Linked DNA regions of Mus musculus: region 2 is linked to region 1. The links are chromatin contacts, called in public HiChIP or PLAC-seq maps. All regions are on one chromosome and are shown on one strand. Each heading gives the region's core, a stretch centred on a gene start, on an enhancer-like site or on the middle of the called end of the contact. The rest is flanking DNA. Distances are from core to core; before and after follow the strand shown.

The links. HiChIP or PLAC-seq counts read pairs in DNA pulled down with a chosen protein or histone mark.
Region 2: a contact with region 1 is called in an H3K27ac HiChIP or PLAC-seq map of large pre-B cells, with 3 times the contacts expected there. The contact joins two enhancer-like sites. A contact is called at or near these places in 1 of 115 datasets of contacts at active chromatin or transcription factors (large pre-B cells) and 1 of 9 other capture datasets (embryonic stem cells).

Annotation. Positions count from the first base shown.
Region 1 is chr1:33,105,202-33,108,495 of GRCm38.p6, forward strand. No RefSeq gene overlaps it. Among named protein-coding and RNA genes, the nearest start is that of Gm39616, 69 kb to the right of the region's middle. Within about 2 kb of position 1,545, at least 7 of the 459 cell types and tissues checked have an H3K27ac peak or open chromatin away from gene starts, as enhancers often do.
Region 2 is chr1:33,562,505-33,565,798 of GRCm38.p6, forward strand. All of the region lies in intron 7 of Prim2 (DNA primase, p58 subunit), which reads right to left. Among named protein-coding and RNA genes, the nearest start is that of Prim2, 110 kb to the right of the region's middle. Within about 2 kb of position 1,692, at least 35 of the 459 cell types and tissues checked have an H3K27ac peak or open chromatin away from gene starts, as enhancers often do.

The DNA of each region.
Region 1 (3,294 bases), core at 295-2,794:
CCTATGAAGGCTTAAGTTTGTTTTCAGCTGGATATTTGCATTTGGACATGGATTTTCTATGGAGATGGTCATGTCATCCTTGCAACACCTAAGAATTCACTTTAGCTTTGAAGCCATTCTCAAGAAGAATGTTTTATTTCTGATTATTTCTTTATGCTAGGCCACTTACCTACTTTTCTTAGCCAAAGCCATATAAGGTCAGTTTTTAACAAAAATAGTTTTAAATTATTCTATTAAAAAAAAAAAAACCCGTAACTTCAGAGCACAGGCAAATCAGACAAGTCAGTGTCTGCTTAGGAAATCTATGGTCCTGTTGTGAGTCTAGAATTGAGCTTCACAGTAGATGTTAGAACAAGCATGTCAAATCCAGACACCGTCCTTTTTTTCAAGTGGTTATAACTGAGTTATAAACTGACTACAAGTTTCTACAAGTCTGCCTTACAGAAGATGATACATTTCCCAAACATTTGCTTGGGATGAAAAACAAATGTTTCGTTCCGCCCGATTAATGTGAACCGGGACCTTGAATTTTCAATAGTCCAAGATCCCAAATTTGAATACAAGTTCCAACGCATGGTGTACTGTGAGGTAGCTTACAAGGGCTCTTCTAGCTAGAGTCTGTTCCAAGAAACAACAGAAGGGATGTTTTGCAGGAAATATTTAAAAAATGAACCAGCATGCCGCCCCCCCCACCCCCCCCCCCCCCGCACTTGTGCCTGCATCTCTCTGCCCCAGGCTGCCTGGCTGGCCATACACTGGTGGGAAACTGCCGACCTGTTTTTATCTCCTGGAGACTCTGACTCAGAACTCCAAAATCTCTGTACCCAGCTCACTAGGTTCCCTCTGGCAGGTTAATACCATGCCAACTCCATGCTTCAAATCCCCCCACGGCCTTTGTGGTGAGCCTCAGGAAAACCCACACTTTGTCGCCGTACCTTTCTCTCTTGAACCCAGACGAGCCACCACATGAAGGAAAACACAAACTCAGATCATAAGTGACGGTAATTCAATTGCTGGGCACAGTAACTAAAATACTAATCTTGTAAGCCTTACTAAATCTAAATCCTCCAGTGGCAAATCCTGATGGATCTGCCATTGAAACCAGGAGACACTTGTAGCTACATCTTGTCCTCACGCTATCCCTGTCCAAAAGTACCTAACTCTTTCCATCTTCCTCTCTTCCTCTGTCCAACCTGGAAGTCCCGCTACTCAGCCAGTGTTTGGCTCCTTTATTCATTAGGGGATTGGTTCACAGTAAGTCATCTGGGCCATCTGACTTACTCCTTGTTTGAAGGCCCTCCCAGGGGAGCGGAATTAGCATCAAAATACAAACAGCACCAGGCCCATCTACAACAGCATGTCCACTTTTCAGCAAAACAACTGACTCGTGTCTGGGTCAGGATGAACAGATGAAAATAAAAAGTCTCACTCCAGATTCCTCATTCCTCACATGATTTAACTTTACTCGCTCAGTTGTCAACCCACATTTCCTCTGTAAAACTGAAACTAAACTTGGAACCTTACCCTGTAAAAATACTGTGGTCTAATGAACACATGAAGTATTTTTAGCATTATTGCATGGTTACTCTTCACATGTCCATTGTGAGGACATTCTGGGGCCGTACTGTACTTGTGGCTGTTTTTGGAAGCATCCACCATGTTTGTGATGTGGGAGGTAAGTCAGAGGATGTATGCCAATCGAAATTAAACATGTATCAGAAAGTGGGAGAAAAGAAAGGACATGAGAGAGAAGGCAGCCTGTGCTTGTACAGTTTAAGAACACATGAAACCAGATCTTTGGTTCATATGCACAGGAATTTGTTTTGACACATAAGAAGTAAAGGGTGTTTACAAAGAGAGAAAGGAAGAAGGAAGGGATGGAGGGAGGGAGGTAAAAGAGGAGGAAGAGAAAGAAAGAAAGAAAGAAAGAAAGAAAGAAAGAAAGAAAGAAAGAAAGAAAGAAAGAAAGAAAGAAAGAAAGAGGGAGGGAGGGAGGGAGGGAGGGAGGGAGGGAGGGAGGGAGGGAGGGAGGGAGGGAGGGAGGAAGGAAGGAAGGAAGGAAGGAAGGAAGGAAGGAAGGAAGGAAGGAAGGAAGGAAGGAAGGAAGCCAAGTTCAGGAAGTGAATGACGCCTACCCCAGGAAAGAAGGTGGGGGAGGGGTGAGGCACCACCACACAAGCACAGGTGCTGGCTCCCTGCTCCAAAGATCTCTATTCCTTGTTAATTTACAGCCCCATCATAAAATGGCTTTGGAAGTACTCTGACATCCAGCCATGAAGCATAGACAGCACAATAAAACACACAAAGTAGAGTGATATATATTTTTTCTTTATATCTCATTAGCTTTTATAAATCACTAATATTTGGGCAACAGCAACATGAATGAAATACTCCAGAGCATCACTGAGTCCCCCTAGGAATGTTTACTTGACAAAATATGTGCAACTGCTTGACTCATGAAAAGGAAGAATTGAATGGGTATATCCAGTTTTTGTTGTTGTAAAGAGGTAGTTTTTTCTAATTAAACCACAATTTCTCACATAAAATCTATGCAACTTGGATTTCTAGTAACAGATATAAATGCCCAATTCTATCATTATATGAAATTTTGCAAGGATGCCAGACCCTTTGTTCTGTCCCTCTTGATGTGGTCCCTCCTACCACACCCCCTGCCCATCTTGCCAACCAGAGACTTAGCATAGGTCCCACCTTAAAAACAGCATTGTCAGGAGAAAAGATGACTACTGAATAGAAAACAATAAGCAGTTATAAAAAAGACTGAAATTCAGCATGATCAAAGGTTTTCTAAACATAGCTGTGATTTTTCGAATTTAAAGTTGATTCATTGAGACAAAAGTGAATTTTTCTTCTATCTCTTTAGCCATGACATTTTTTTCAAAGTTTTGTTTATTGTATGCTTACAGAGTTTCGTGTAGCCTAGACTAGCCTCTAGTTCCACTATGCAGCTGAAGATGATATTTAACTTCTTCTGTTTACTAACGTTTAGAATCTTAGAGTCTTTTATTTCAAAAACAAAATCAAAATGATTTTTCAGGGAGAGAAGGTGAGGAAAAGATGGGCATGTCCTCATTAATTATCAGCTCCTTCCTACCTCTTCATGTTGGATGGAGAAGGGAGAACATGGAAGAGTGTCACCTCAAGAGCTGTAGTTGGCTCACAGCCTCGTGGGTATGGCTTGCAATCTTGACTTAAGTCACACAGCACTCAGGAAGGGTTCGTTCTAGGAGACAGCTCCATGTCACCAGCTAGTCAGCCCATTTCTCTATGCCCACA
Region 2 (3,294 bases), core at 442-2,941, 460 kb after region 1:
AGGAAGGGGGATAACATTTGAAAGTAAATAAAGAAAATATCTAATAAAATAAAATAAACCATTACTTATTAGTTTTAAACTAGAAAACTTCAAAAAATGGCTATTATAATGTTTAAATTAATATGTGAGAGAAGTGGCAAAAAGGACTCTGTTGAATATACTACAAATCTTACCCAGGCCAACAGAGGTAAGAATAGGTGCAGGGACACACACACACACACACAGCCACTGACCTGGGAACCTGGAATACTGACTGCCAGAAATCACAAGCAGCAACTGCTCTCTTCCTCTAAACCTGACTTTGCATGTAACATACCTGAAGACACACAGATTACCTCATTGCCTCAACGTGACTATATGCTCTGCAAGAAAACAAACAGGTCATGTCCTTCGAGCTATTACATCATAAAGTGTAATGGTGGTTTTTTTTATACATCAAGAATTCAATAAAAGCCGGACAGTGGCAGTGGTGGTGCACGCCTTTAATCCCAGCACTCTACTTGGAGGTAGAGGCAGGTGGATTTCTGAGTTTAAGGCCAGCCTGGTCTACAAAGTGAGTTCCAGGACAGTCAGGGCTACACAGAGAAAACCTGTCTCAGAAAACCAAAAAAAAAAAAAAAAAAAAAAAAAACTCCATAAAAATGAGGGAGGAAGGGAAGTAAGTCAGTAAACAGTACCATCCACCTGTGGATAGGGGCTCAACTTTATACAATTCTCTGTTCTAGGCTGGTCTGTGGTGTTAATAGGAGAATTGTACTCAGTTACAATAGCTGAAAAGGGGTTGGGAAGAGAGAGACTGAAGCCATAATACCACAGATACCACCCTTGTATATAATGCAAGGGAATGTCACTGAGCATTATAACAAAATGGCATATTAATGCAGTCATGTATGAACCTTGAAAGCATGCTACATGAAGAGAACCTCAGAAAACCACACACTTATATGGTCCCATGTGGGTGGAAATGTCCCCAGAGGGGAGTTTATACAGAAGCAGCTGACTGATACTTGCCCAGATGTGGGGTGGGACAAAGCCAAGGCAATGGTGACATTGATCAGTGCTTGCTCCCATAGAGGGTCAGCATGAGACCGGGATTGATGGGGGCCGTGTGCACACTAAAGCTAGAAGACAGGCGCCTCTAGAAGCAGAGTCACTCTTTTCATCAGAACAGCTGAAGGCTGCAGGCTCTCAAGAGGAGGAAACTGCGCTGTGGCACTGGGGGCTTCAGGTTCTGTAGGACTTGGAAGTGGGGATAGGAGTATCAAGGTGGAGGTCAGTGGATCTTTTTTTTTTTTTTCTTTTGGTCTTAGTTCTGCCTCTACAGTTTCAGATAGGAACTGCTGGCAGCTATTCTGGGGGAGGAGGAGGGGATGAAGTTCCAGGCAAGCATTTGCCAGACTGAGACATTTTACCCTTTGGTCCTGAAAATGTTCCGAATCTGACAGAGCTGCTACCTGTACAGCTCTGTGAGTCCAAGAATCACAATGGTAAACTTTAAATTACATGGCATGTGAATTCTCTCTCAAATCTGGGAGCAAAACAAGAAAGAGAACAGAAGAAATAGATATGATCACCACTTGGTCTGCACTCTCCCCTGTGGAAGAAAACACTTACTAACCTCTGCAGGACCTCTTGCCTCTCTCTTACCCCCAGCTGCAAAGTGCACCTGCATCCCGCATGCACTGCCCACTCCCCCACAGCCGCTGGGTGCCAGATGCTGAGGCAGACTGAAGGGCCAGGCCAGGAGCAGCTCTGGAAGGAAGGGCACTAGCTGTCGTTCCACACACGAGTGTGGCTCAGCAACAATGAGCAGAAGTGGGGGAAACCACAGCTCTGGTAACTACGATGCCAGGCCTTTCCACCCACCAGCCTCCGTTTTATTCTCCTGTAAAACTGGGTCCAGGATAGTCTGTATGCAGGATGTTTTAAGGGGGAAGCTCTGTAAGACACAAGACTTTACAGGGAGGTCAAACACCCTGTCCTTCAAGGAACACTGTTAAGTTCAGGAAGTAAACAATTCAATGGCTTCCAGAAGTCCCTGAAACCGAACAGGTACACTAGTTCTCCTCCCTCCCCAAACATATATAATGGTAAGACTACTGAGATATAGTCTCAGATAAACCGGGCTATCTGGGAAAAGGAAAGACCAGCTGGATTGCCTAGAAGAGGCTAGACCAACTGAGGTGCCTCGAAAGGACACCCTCCACCCTGCCAAGCCGCCTGCAGACTGTGCATGTGCCCTGGGTCTCCAGCTCTCAATACGTGTTGGGGTGGACTTTGGTAATGAAGCTGTCTCTGGGTCATTTCAGTTCCTGCAAATGACCTTCCACACATATTCCTCCTAGTAACCCCAATAAACAACTGGTTCACCAAGCTGGACACCGTGGTATCCTTCCTCTGACCTGTTGCTGGGTGCCTGTGTGGGATCGGCAGGCATTTGTTTCCATCTCCCTGGGAACAGTAGCATACAACATGGAGTTACTTATGAGGCACCTAGCCTCACCAGCATGGGAAAAGCCCGTGTGCCCTAACCAACTCTGAAAGGCCCTACTCCTGAACACTACCATGATAACAGCATCTGAACTTAGACACAGTACATTCAAACCACAAGAGCATATTACTCTGCCTTCAAGACTATTTAGGAGCACTTGTGAAAATAATTATTCCCAAATATATTCAGATGAAGCACAGCAAAGTAACAGAAGTGAGTACTACACATTAAGTCCAATGGCAAGATTAAACTGTGCCTAGTATACTTCTTAAACAATGAGTACGAGGAACTAAGTAAGTATGGGCAGGGGAATTTCGAGTTCAAGGCCAGCCTATACTACCTATCAAAACACTGTCTTTAAAAAAGAAAAAGAGGAGATAGAGGGAGCCAAAGAGGTAGAGGAGAAGAGAAAGAAAGAAAAAAGATAAAAGTTGCTTCTTGGGCATATGAAATCTGAAGAAAATAAGTTCAATGAGTAATTTCTAAGAAGTATGTGATTAAATGTTACCCTAATCTTAGACTTTTCTCAATCAAAATGTGGCTTTATTCACAGGAAGGCAATAAAAAGAAGCAAGAAGCTTTTAACAAAGTCATAAAACGGTGGAGGTCAGCAAAGAACTCATAGCTGATATACATCAGACTGAGAAAGGGGCATGCTGCAAACGTAAGGGAATCGCTGGCCCCCAAATAGAGAAGGAGCCTATCAAAGATGCCCAAAAGACACAGTGACCTGGCTCTGCACACTTGACTGGCTTACAGATACTCTTTACCTCAGATAGGCAGGGAAACCTGGTTTTTCAAAT